4 separate regions of the Mus musculus genome follow, and all the other regions are linked to region 1. The links are chromatin contacts, called in public Hi-C and promoter capture Hi-C maps. All regions are on one chromosome and are shown on one strand. Each heading gives the region's core, a stretch centred on a gene start, on an enhancer-like site or on the middle of the called end of the contact. The rest is flanking DNA. Distances are from core to core; before and after follow the strand shown.

Region 1 (2,783 bases), core at 118-2,617:
CCGACAAAAATACTACCAATGCCAAAGGATTCAATAGAGTTAGTTAAGAGGATTACTTTCATTAATATTGGATAAGGGAAATATTAGAGTTTCTTAAAGTAGAGAAAAATAATTTACTGCGTGCAGCTGTTAGGGAAGTAGAAATAGAATCTATTCTACCCCCTGCGACAACTGGAAGATTCCACATACAATCTTAAAATGATGGGAACAAAAGCAAGATTACAAGAGATTGGTATTATGAAAACAGTATGACCTCTCGGATAACTATGGCTTATATCCTATATCAACTAAGATAAGTTTTTCAAGTTATTTGAACCGCACAAAACATTGGATCGGTCAAGTGGTTTGTTTGTTTTTTTTTTGTTGTTTTTTTTTTTTTTCATTACAAGGGGACGGGAAAGCCAAACAAAACCGCCAAGCATTACAGTAAACCCGCGAGCTTTGGAAAATCTAAGGAAGCCGACTTTCCGGTCAGTAGCCATGTACGTGTACACAATTGCACAAAATCAGGCGGATTCCAAGGCCTGATTTAAGTCGGGGAAAAGGAAAAAAAAAACCGTTACAAAGTGATAGGCATCGATCATCATCCTGGATTTCATTTACACCACCCCGCTTTGGCCAGGACCAGGAAGCCTGGAAAATGTAACTTTTCCCCAACATGCAGTCGCTCGCCAGAGCTCTTCAGCCCTCGCCCTGGGGCAACAGGGAGCCCCCTCTCCACGACACGCGGAGTCCCGGAGCCGCACGGTCACAATCTCGCTGGCCCAGAGGCGACCGGGCGGGGCGGGGCGGGGGCTCGGGGAACCCAAGGGCGCGGGGCTCACCAGCTGCTGTACCTCGTCGCATGAGGCCATAGCCCTGGTGGGACGTAGGGAAACGGTGGTCTCAGGCTGGACGCAAACACAGGTCCCGGGCCGCTTCAGAGAGAGACCCGCTGGGCGTAACTGGCGGGACAAGGGGCGTGCCCGGCGCCCCGCAGCCGTTAATGGGCGGGGCGGCCTCTGCTGAGAGGCTGGGGCGGGGCCGAGGCGGAGGGCTGCGGGAACGCGCCAGGGACTACCAGGGTTTCCCGCGCTCGGGGCGAGCTTCTCCCGGGTGTGCCCCACCGGGCGTTTTGACGAAAAGCCAAGTGTGTGGGGAGGGTGAGTGGAAACGTGAGCCTCGGAGGCCAAGCTCTGGGTCCCTCGCCTCCCGCCACTGGCGGAAACAGTGGCTGCGAGCCCGCGCGGAGCCCGGAAGTGGGCGGGGCCTCGGGCCGGGGACTGTCGCCGAGATTGAGTCCCGAGCGGAAGTGGGTGTGGCGGGGCGTGTCCACTGGGACGCGGCCCCAGTGAGGCGGTGTCAGCGCTCGCGGGACTCGAGACTCTTCAAAGCTGGGATCGCGCGTGCTGCCAGCCACTGAGACCCAAGCCGCTCTCCGGGTCCTCCAGGCGTCCGGCCATGGTGTCTGGCTGAGCGCTCCTGGGGCTGAGAAGCTGAGCCGCGGTGAATGGAGGGGTCACTGGAGCTGAGCTCGGAGGCGATCCTGCGCTTCCTCGCCGAGCGTGGGGGCCGGGCGGGACACTCGGAATTGGTGCAACACTTCAGGGACGTCCTGGGTGGCCAGCGCGAACAGCGCACCCGCGCCCGCGAGCGCTTCAAGGAACTGGTCAATGCCGTGGCCACCGTGCGCACCGATCCCGCGGATGGTACCAAGTATGTGCATCTCAAGAAAAGGTTCTGTACGGGGGATTCCCCCCCGCTTGAGGCCAAGCTCCCCCGAGAGCCCCCGCGTATCGAGGTGACTGAGGAGCCTCAAGTCCCGGACCTTGCAGCGGAGCCTTGCGAGGGCAGCCAGCTCCAGGAGGCAAATCCACAGTTGTCTCTCGGACTGGGTGGCGAAGTGAGCGACCAAGAGCCTCCAGCCCCTGCTCAAGGTGGGGCCCAAGGTAAGGACTCGCCACCACAGGAGGTCGAGGCCGTGTCCTGGGCGTCGGGTCCCGGGTCCAGCGAGAACCTTAAACTCCCTCCACAGGGGGAGGCTGAAGGGGGCAGTTCCCCTAGTGGGCCAAACACACCCAGGTCGGCCCGTCAGAACTTTCGGGACCTGGTGTTGGGCAGCTCCCCGCAACTAAAGAGGAGCGTGGGTCCTGGGGACGGTAACGCTGGAGGTCGCAGCAGAGGAGGGGGCGACTCCGATACCGCATCGTTAGCTTCTTCGTCCGCAGAAGAGGAGAGCAGCGTCGGGGCCTCGGTTACCCTGGATCCCCTGGATCACGCCTGGATGCTCTCAGCTTCCGAGGGCAAGTGGGACAGCCTAGAAGGGCTGCTCACTTGTGAGCCCGGCCTGCTCTCGAAGCGAGACTTCATCACCGGCTTCACTTGTCTCCACTGGGCCGCCAAGCACGGCAGGCAAGAGCTCCTGGCCATGTTGGTCAACTTTGCCACCAAACACCAGCTGCCAGTGAACATCAATGCCAAGTCGAGCGGAGGCTACACTGCCCTACATTTGGCAGCGATGCATGGGCATGTAGAGGTGGTGAAGTTACTAGTGGGGGCCTACGACGCAGATGTAGACATCAGGGACTACAGCGGGAGAAAGGCCTCTCAGTATCTGAGCGAGAGCATCGCAGAGGAGATAAAGAACCTGGTGGGAGCCCTGGATGAAGATGATGGAGACAGCCCTGCCGCCCGCGGGGGTGGGCGCTGGAGACTTTCAAAGGTGCTCCCCTCACACATCACTCACAAACTCTCCCCGGTCGTGGAAGACGGAGCTGAACTTCACCACCACGTCCCCGAGGGAT
Region 2 (2,783 bases), core at 157-2,656, 2.4 Mb after region 1:
CTGGAAGGAGGGACAAGGAGGAACACGGACTAATGTTAGATTTATCGTTACCATTTATTTATTTATTTATTTATTTATTTATTTATTTATTTATTTATTTATTTTTGAGGCGGGAGTCTCATGTAGTCCAGACTGGCCAAGGATGACCTTGAATTCATGATCTTCCTACTTTTGCTTCTCAAGTGCTGCAGCTACAGGTATACACCACCGTGCCAATTTAGAAATTAACTTTCTTAGGCTTCCACTTAATACGTGGTTTATGCATTCCATTTATATATTAGAGATTGTTTTGAAAATAGTTGAAAGGAAACTGTCTTTGAGATAAATAGTTAAGAAATATTTTAGAAAGATATTCTGTCTATCATAATTTAAAATTTGCTTTTTAAAAAAATGTGGATAATTTCCTGGGTTAGATTTGTCTTATTTTTAAGATAGTCTCATACTGTAGCATGGGGTGGCTCAGAACTCACTACGTAGCTCAGGTTGGTCTCAGAAAGTCAGCGTCCTGAGGTCTGGGGCTACAGGTGTGAGACGCTATATGTGGCTTATAATTAGAGTTGTGATACACAAAGACAGACAGACACACACACACAACCTTATAGGACTGTGAAAGTTCCCAACGTCCACAGCACACTCTGAGGGATACAGCCTGGACTTCAATGGGTGGTGCAATAGAACTAGGAAAACAAGCTCCGAGAAGCTACTCCTGAGAAACGTCCTCAAGGGGTTCTGTGCACACTCCTGGGTCTTCCCAGAGCTTCAATTTCAAGTCCCAGTGGATCTGGAGTGGGGAGAGAAATCTGCGGTATCTGGGGAGTTCAGGAGTAATCAGCTTGAGTCTGGTCCAAGCAGAACCCACCCAACAATTCAGATGAGAAACTGAATCAGGGAGATTAGTAAAAGCAAATTTGTCCATTGCCTACCACTTGGGAAAACATTAGTCACAGCCTATAGTTTTCAGAGCCCAGTCAGCCAAACTCTCAACTTTAATGAAGATGGCCCTGGGCCGGGGGTGGGGGGCTGGTAGCACACTCCCAGCTTCTGGGAGGCAGATGAAGATCTATGAGAAACCCAAACAAGAAAAGACAAGACTGCCTGGGGAACAGGTGGCTTATCAAGGCCTTCCGAGATAAGGAACTGCTCTGCAGGACCTGAGAGAGAGAAATCAAAGGTGAGCGACCCGCAAGCCTCAGGAGAGTAACCAGCGTTCTGTCCCAGCGGAGCCGCCAACCCGCAGTCCGCTTCCAGAGGGCAGCCGGCGCCTGCCACGTGGCCCAGGTTGCGAACCGGGGGCGGGGCGTGAGGAGGCGCGTCGCGCAGAGTGCGCCTGCGCGGGTGGGCGGGGCGGGGCAGGGTACAAGGCGAGCCCCACGCATTAAAGGCACGGCGCCGGCGACCGGCGGGCCAGCTCGTGGTACGCAGGCGCGGGCTTTCTCCTCCGTACAGCGGCTCCGGGTCTGGGCTGTGTGGTTGTGTGGCTGTGCAGCGGCGGCGGCGGTGCATCTCCGACACCATGAGCGGCTTCAGCAGCGAGGAGCGCGCCGCGCCCTTCACCCTCGAGTACCGCGTCTTCCTCAGTGAGTGGCGTGAGGCCGAGGGCCGGGTCGCCCATTCATTCCAGAACGAGCGGGCGGGCGGGCGGACGCGTCCCCTTCCCTCTGGCGGGCGGCGGGACCAGCGAGGGCCGCCATCCCAGTGCCCACCGCGAGCGCTCCCTCCACACATTCGAACTTGGGCCACATGGGGAAAGGAAACCACTGAGTCACCCTTAGAAGGTGCCCGGAGGTGATACCGACCGCCTAAGAGGATTGTCCTCAGGATCGCCGGCTGGAGGACAGAGATTTCCTCAAGACCTTAATTCGGTGCCGAACAGGATCGAGTCCTCCCCGGTGTTGTAAGAGATGGGAAACTGAGGCCCAGGTCTTCCCGGCACTAGCCTTATTGTGGTGAGGCTTCTCTGAAGCCCTGATGGCCGGGAGTGCTTCTAGGAAACCGAAAGCTTTGCCTCCCTAGACAGACAGGTGACGTCTAGCTAAGGACCTGGTGGGAGAACAGCCAGGTTCTTAACCCTGGTGCCGGAACCCACTAGTTACCCCCGCATCCAACCCCTGCCCTGCACTCAGAAAGGCGGAGTCGATCGGCCTTCCACGTGTGTCACCTTTTCCTGATAGGTGCTTGCAAGCTACCTGGGTTTCTCCTGGAAGCCCTTAGCTTGTAGGTATATACATACATTCATGGTGCTAACAGAGGTTTGCGATGCTGTTAGCAAAGGCCCTTCCAGTTTGTAACCTCTTTGTGTTTATTTAGAAGGGATGGGCAGCAATCTCAGGACAGGGCAAACAGACATTCCTGAAAGAATGAACAGAGAGTGCCTAGCAGAAACTTCGCCATGGAAATAGTGTTGGCTTCAGGTTTTTCAGTGTCCTTTAAAGTGACCCTTTGGGTCACTGGGAATTGTCTTCAAGCTATATGTGCAGAATAAACACACTGCTTTTAATGTATTTAATGTATTGGTGGTAAGTATTTGATGGTTGTGGGTAGAGAGCAAAGCCACTCCTTGACTTTGGATTAGGCTGAAGTCTATCAAATGGGCTCTCTGGAACTTAAGAAACACTAAATTTAGTACCACTATGTAATTTAACTAGTTCTCGCTCTTTGCACTTTTTAAAAAGGATAAATTTCTGAGTATTTTTTCCACTTTTTTTTTTTTTTTTTTTTTTTGAGGGTGGTGGTGGGTGAGGCCATAGTGTTTTCCCGTTTAGCTCAGCTTGGTTTTAAACTTG
Region 3 (2,783 bases), core at 198-2,697, 2.2 Mb after region 1:
TTTTTTTTGAGACAGGGTTTCTCAGTATAGCCCTGGCTGTCCTGAAACTCCTCTGTAGACCAGGCTGAACTCCAAATCCGCCTGCCTCTGCCTCCCAAGTGCTGGGATTAAAGGTGTGTGCCACCACTGCCTGGCCTTGGAACTCATTATATTGCCAGGGCTAGCCTTAAACTGCCATTCTCCTACCCCGTCTTTCTGGAGTAGTAGGGTCACAGCCCTAACTACCACACACAGCCTTCTGGACTGCTGTCTCTTGGTGTTGGCAAGGTCCCCTTACTCTGTGCCTTCCAATTGCACAAGATTCCAGGATGGCCAGGCCCACTTTTAAGTGATTGGTTAGGAGTCCTGTCTCATGATCAGCGATCTATAGACTGTAAGGGCTGCTAACCAAATCTTCACCCTCTAGCTGAAGCCCAGCCCCCGGGGTCACCAAAAGAAGGCAAAGTTCTGAGATTAGGGACAGAAAGCCAGTTCCCTTCATGAAGGCACCGGAAGAACCCCTTCCAGGCTCCTCCCTCTTAGAGAACAGCCCAGAAAAGAGACAAACAACCTTTGCGCTTCCTCCTCTCGTGACCAATTCAACATACTTTATTTACCTCTTCTCCAGTGATAGTAAACGGATCCCGGCCATCTTTTGAAAAGCAACTTCAGGAACCTCCCTTTGCATCGCTTTTTTCTACAAGCCCTTTCCCTAGGATCAAGCAACCTAACCCGACTAGTGTGTGCTGTTTGACAAAGCACCTTTAAAACCGCTCTTCGAAAGCCCTGATCTGAAACCTGACAGCGCCTCTACCAAAGCCAACAACTTCTTGGATACCAAAGGAGCTATTTTACACGTCCCACTTGTGGGAGCTGGGGCTCCCCCAACCTTTGATGACTCCTCTAACAAAGTAAACAATGCTGTCAAAGGAGGCTAACACTGGGCGAGGCATGCAGAGTGCATGCCAGCCTCGTCTCGGAACTCTCGGCGCAGCCAGACCAGTCATCTTAGGCTTCCGCGCCAGGTCCGTCTCCCCGACTTCCCTCTCCCCAAAGCCCGTAGGACAGCTCCAGAGGCAAGCCCCGCTGCGCAGAATGCACGGTCTGCAGCACACCGTACGGGCAGCGGGGAGGAAGCTGTTGGTCGAGCATGCAGTGCCACGCGCCAGCCGTGATGGCGGGCAGGCCGGGCGCGGCTCACCTCCCGGCGTTGTGGAGAACAGCGTCCCCCCGGGCGTGGTGCAGTAGTCCTGAGGTAGCTGCGCGGCGTCGCTGATAGCCACGGTGCGCGTGGGGATGGCGCGGCTCTGGCTGGGCTGGTGGCTACCACCGGCCGACGCGGACATGGCTCCGACGCGGGCTCGAGGCTTTGTGCAGCAGCGGCGGCGGCGGCGGCGGCGGCGGCGGCGGGGCCGGGCGGCTCTGGCTCCTCACGCTCGGCTCTCAACTCGCCTGCTCTCGCCCGGTCGTCCCGCTGCGATACCGCTCCCGCTGCCGCCGCCGCCGCCGCCGCCCGGTCCTCCGGCCTCCGCCTGCAGCCTCAGCAGCAGCAGGAGCAGCAGCGGCAGCAGCGGCAACGATGACTACCGGAAGCGGTCGAAGGCGGGAGCAAGGGGTAGTAGAGGGAGGGACAATATGGAAGCCGGACGTGACGTTGGAGGGCGTGTCTGAGGCGAGTGGGCGGGTAGCTGGGGGCGTGACTGAGGCAGCCGAAGGCTAGAGGCAGAGGGTGAACCCGGAAATCCGGGAAAAAGGAAGTGTTGAAGGGTGGAGCCTTAGGGTGGGCGGGACTTTGAGGGGCGGGGCTGAGTTCAGAGGAACATAATAGACTCCCAGTGAAGCTGAGTGTAGGTGATTAAGGCACGCGGGAGGGGGGGGAAGCGGGGTGTGTGTGTGTGTGTGTGTGTGTGTGTGTGTGTGTGTGTGTGTGTGTGTGTGTGTGTGTGTGTGTGTGTGTGTGTGTGTGTGTGTGTGTGTGTGTGTGTGTGTGTGTGTGTGTGTGTGTGTGTGTGTGTGTGTGTGTGTGTGTAATTGTTTGTGGTGTGTAAGTGTGGACTAACAGTACTTTCTTAGGGCTTACTTCATATTCCCATCTATATCTAACCATTAAAAGTATAACTCGGGCTGGAGGGATGGCTCAGTGGTTAAGAGCACTGTCTTCTAGAGATCCTGAGTTCAAATCAGCAACCACATGGTGGCTCACAACTATCTGTAATGGGATCCGATGCCCTCTTCTGATGTGTCTGAAGACAGCTACAGCGTACTCATATACATAAAATAAATAAATAAATCTTTTTAAAAAATTATAACTCTGGGAGCCCACAAGATGGCTCAGCAGGTAAAGAAAGGCATTTGTCACCAAGCCTGCAGACCTGAGTTCCACCACCCAGAAGCCACAAGGTGAAAGGGGAGACCGACTCTCCCAAGTTATCCTCTGACTTCTCCACTAGTCCATGAGCACCCATCTGCCTGCCCATAAATAAATAAATGTAATCAAAGTTTTTGTTTGTTTGTTTGTTTGTTTGTTTCGTTGGTTGGTTTTTCGAGACAGGGTTTCTCTGTATATCCTGGCTGTCCTGGAGCTCACTTTGTAGACCAGGCTAGCCTCGAACTCAGAAATCCACCTGCTTCTGCCTCCTGAGTGCTGGGATTAAAGTCGTGCACCACCACACCCAGCTAATCAAAGTTATTTTAAGAAGTATAATTTTAATTGCTCATTATTAAAGGAAAGCAATGCGTACACGATGAACTAAGGGTTTAACCATCAATGACTCTGAGGAAGGGCTCAGTAGTTAAGAGCGCTT
Region 4 (2,783 bases), core at 138-2,637, 2.2 Mb after region 1:
CACCACCACCCCCAAAGCAAACAAAATATGGGGGTGGGGTGGACACACAGAAGCAGGAAGTCCTTGCCAGCCATCCTACGCTTGTTGCCCCCATCCCATCCCCCCACCCCCGCCCCCGCCCCAGCACCACCGCCGCACAAGGCGAGGTGCAAAGCGGTCCTGATTAGTAATGCTAATGAGGAGGGTGGGGTTGCCTGCACCAGGACATTTAAACACATCTATCAGCAAAGTCACAGGACACCCAGCGAGAGTACCCTCGCTGCGCCGGTGTTTTGCAATTCCCTTGAGGAACCTCCTGGCATTTTCTTCTAGGGCTACCAGCCCAGGGCTGGTATCAAACTCCCTATCAGAGAACTGGCCAAGTGTTTCTCTCTTGTCTTCCCTTGCAGGACAGAGCCACAACAGGACAGAGCCCTTCCAAGTCCTCCCACCTCCCACACTGTCTGTGCATGGCCCGGAGCCCACAGCCACAGGTGCTCTGTCACTGGCTGTGGGCAGACAAGGACCGGCCCATACTCTCTGGCTGGAAGACCAGAGATGCCTCAAGCTCACCCCGGGCCAGGCTTTTGTGGAGTCTGATTTACAAAACAAGGGCAGCTTGGCCACTACAAGGAACTGGGACAGTCAGTGTCCCAAACACTACCTTTCTATTAAGTCCATGTCTTTTGGGGGGAGGGGGGTGTCATGCTCAGGCACATGAATGTACTCACGCTCCACGCACACCCTCGCTCACACCAAGGAAACCCCACCTCAAAAGAGACCAAACCGAGCGGCGAATCAAAGCCAGTGCCTGCCAGGCCCCTCAGTTTGCTCCCTTGCCCCTGGGCCTCAAGGGTCCTGCAGATAAGTCTGGGGACCCCATGCCGGGGTCACAACGCGGCTATCTTTCCTAACTTCTTCGGAAGCCCAGCCCAGCTGGCCCGGAGGGCTCCCAGGCCAAGAAGTGCGGGTGTCGCCACTCCATGTTGTCCCTCACTCCGAGGGAAGCCAGAGTACAGGAGATGAGTCCGGGATCGACCTGCGCACAACCCGGGAGCAGCTCCAGCTTTGAGAAAGCATGGTGGCGCCGACCTGGGGCAGGCCTGGGTGGCTCGGACGCCTCCGCCCCAAACCGAGGGACCCCGATCCTCCCTCGGCGCGGCCCACGCGTGCTTACCTGGCAGCCGCAGCTCCGGGAGAGCGTCGCGCTATGCGGCCGGGGACTGCCGGCGCCGAGGCGGGCTTCGGGCACTACCCGCGCGGGCTCCAGATGACTCCGCCCACCCTCCCAGCCCATCCGGGGGCGGAGGCAGCTCCTGCTGTGTCCAGGCGGCGCAGACCCGGCCAGCCCGGGGCCACCGAGGCCAGGATCACCCCCAGAACCCCGCCTCGAGTCCGGATCCCCCCTCCCACGCCTGGGAGGGCGCGGTCACAGCTTCGGCCTCCGCCCACAAGGAGGGGGTGCGGACTTAAAGATACACTCACCCCACCACGGTCGGATAGGCACAACTCCCCTCCCCCCTCTTTCAATCCAGCCGGTTCCGGGCCAGCATCCTCCGTCTGCTCGCCCTACGCCTGGAGGAAAACCCTAGGGTAGAGGGAACCTGCGGGAGAAGCAAGTTCCTCTTTCCTTGTCTGGTCGGTTCCTTCTGGAAGATACCCAAGGCCGGCTTCCAATCTCCATGGCTGGAGAAAAATGCTTAGGCTGGTGGCGCCACACCCCCTCCCCTACTCCAGGGCCCCTGTTATGTCTGTAGCCCCGGGCTTCCCCTTTCTGCTTCTCCTGGACCCCAGAATCAGCATTTCTCCTGTGCCACTTGAGCTCCGTAGGGAAGGTCTGACGCCTCTCCGAATAGACGTCGAAGGATGAAGCCCTAAAAGAGCAGGTGGTCACCTTGACCGCTGGCTTAGGAAAATTGCAGCTCCCAGTCTTTGGAAGAAGAGCAGCCCCACTACCCCTACCCAACGCATCCAAGTGGTGGTGGGCTCTGGGGCTCTGGTACCTGACCCTTGACCTTGGATCACCCATGGGCACTTACTCACCCCTGCTTAGGTCTCAGGAAAGCCTCTTTGATGTATGGAATGAGGTCTCTCTCTGTCTCTCTCTCTGTCTCTGTCTCTCTCTGTCTCTCTCTCCCTACACTGAGGAATATTTCCTTCCTGCCTCTACCTGCCTTGGCCCCAGTCAGAGCTAGAGGGTCCTTGGCACGCTCTGCAGGGAGTTGTGACCAGGATGAAGACTTTGCAGGCCTGGCCTTTAGCCAAAATCAAGCTAGGGAACTTGAACTATGCAGAAGGAGGGCCTTGCAACCCTAAAAGGACTCATTAAGGGTGGTCTGGCCAGATACCCAGCATGTCTGCAGCGGTATCTCATCTGTGTAATCTTAGCAGGTACCTATGTACCTATCATTGTTCACACACACACATACACACACGGTCTCATATATCCCAAGTTGATTTTGTTCAATATTTAGTTAAAAATAACCTAGAAATTCTAAATCCTTCCTCCTGAATGCTGGGATTATAGGCACGGTCCCTCATTCTGGCTTATGCAGTGCTGGGTGTTGAAATCAAGTATTCTTGTGTATGCTGGGCATGCAAACACTCTAGCATATCCCTAGCCCTCGCTATTCCTATTTTAATACATGGGGAAACTGAGGCCCCAGGACTACCTGCCCTCTATGTCAGACTCCCTTCTGCCCATCCTAGGTGTGTGAGGAAGAAAGAGAAAGCCCAGAGGGTTGCTTAAGGACCATGGCCATCTTGGCTCCAGCCACACTTCACTCAGATTGGCCTACAGTTCC

The links. Promoter capture Hi-C pulls out the DNA fragments that hold promoters and counts their contacts. Hi-C and Micro-C count contacts between places; a contact is called where the count stands out from the background. Capture Hi-C pulls out chosen DNA fragments and counts their contacts.
Region 2: a promoter capture Hi-C map of pre-B cells shows a contact between it and region 1, with 3 times the contacts expected there. The contact joins the promoter of Ppa1 here to the promoter of Sowahc in region 1.
Region 3: a Hi-C map of B cells shows a contact between it and region 1, with 5 read pairs. The contact joins the promoter of Eif4ebp2 here to the promoter of Sowahc in region 1. A contact is called at or near these places in 2 of 39 promoter capture datasets (liver and pre-B cells) and 1 of 484 Hi-C or Micro-C datasets (B cells).
Region 4: a promoter capture Hi-C map of liver shows a contact between it and region 1, with 2.2 times the contacts expected there. The contact joins the promoter of Pald1 here to the promoter of Sowahc in region 1.

What each region holds. Positions count from the first base shown.
Region 1 is chr10:59,220,555-59,223,337 of GRCm38.p6, forward strand. Sowahc (sosondowah ankyrin repeat domain family member C) reads left to right here and starts at 1,368. Exons shown (of 1, transcript NM_172939.3): 1 at 1,368-2,783. The coding sequence starts at 1,490. Septin10 (septin 10) reads right to left here and starts at 946. Exons shown (of 10, transcript NM_001024911.3): 1 at 837-946. The coding sequence starts at 854.
Region 2 is chr10:61,647,215-61,649,997 of GRCm38.p6, forward strand. It overlaps Ppa1 (pyrophosphatase (inorganic) 1), which reads left to right and starts at 1,407. Exons shown (of 11, transcript NM_026438.4): 1 at 1,407-1,577. The coding sequence starts at 1,514.
Region 3 is chr10:61,451,222-61,454,004 of GRCm38.p6, forward strand. Eif4ebp2 (eukaryotic translation initiation factor 4E binding protein 2) reads right to left here and starts at 1,448. Exons shown (of 3, transcript NM_010124.2): 1 at 1,181-1,448. The coding sequence starts at 1,325.
Region 4 is chr10:61,382,136-61,384,918 of GRCm38.p6, forward strand. Pald1 (phosphatase domain containing, paladin 1) reads right to left here and starts at 1,388. Exons shown (of 20, transcript NM_013753.2): 1 at 1,157-1,388.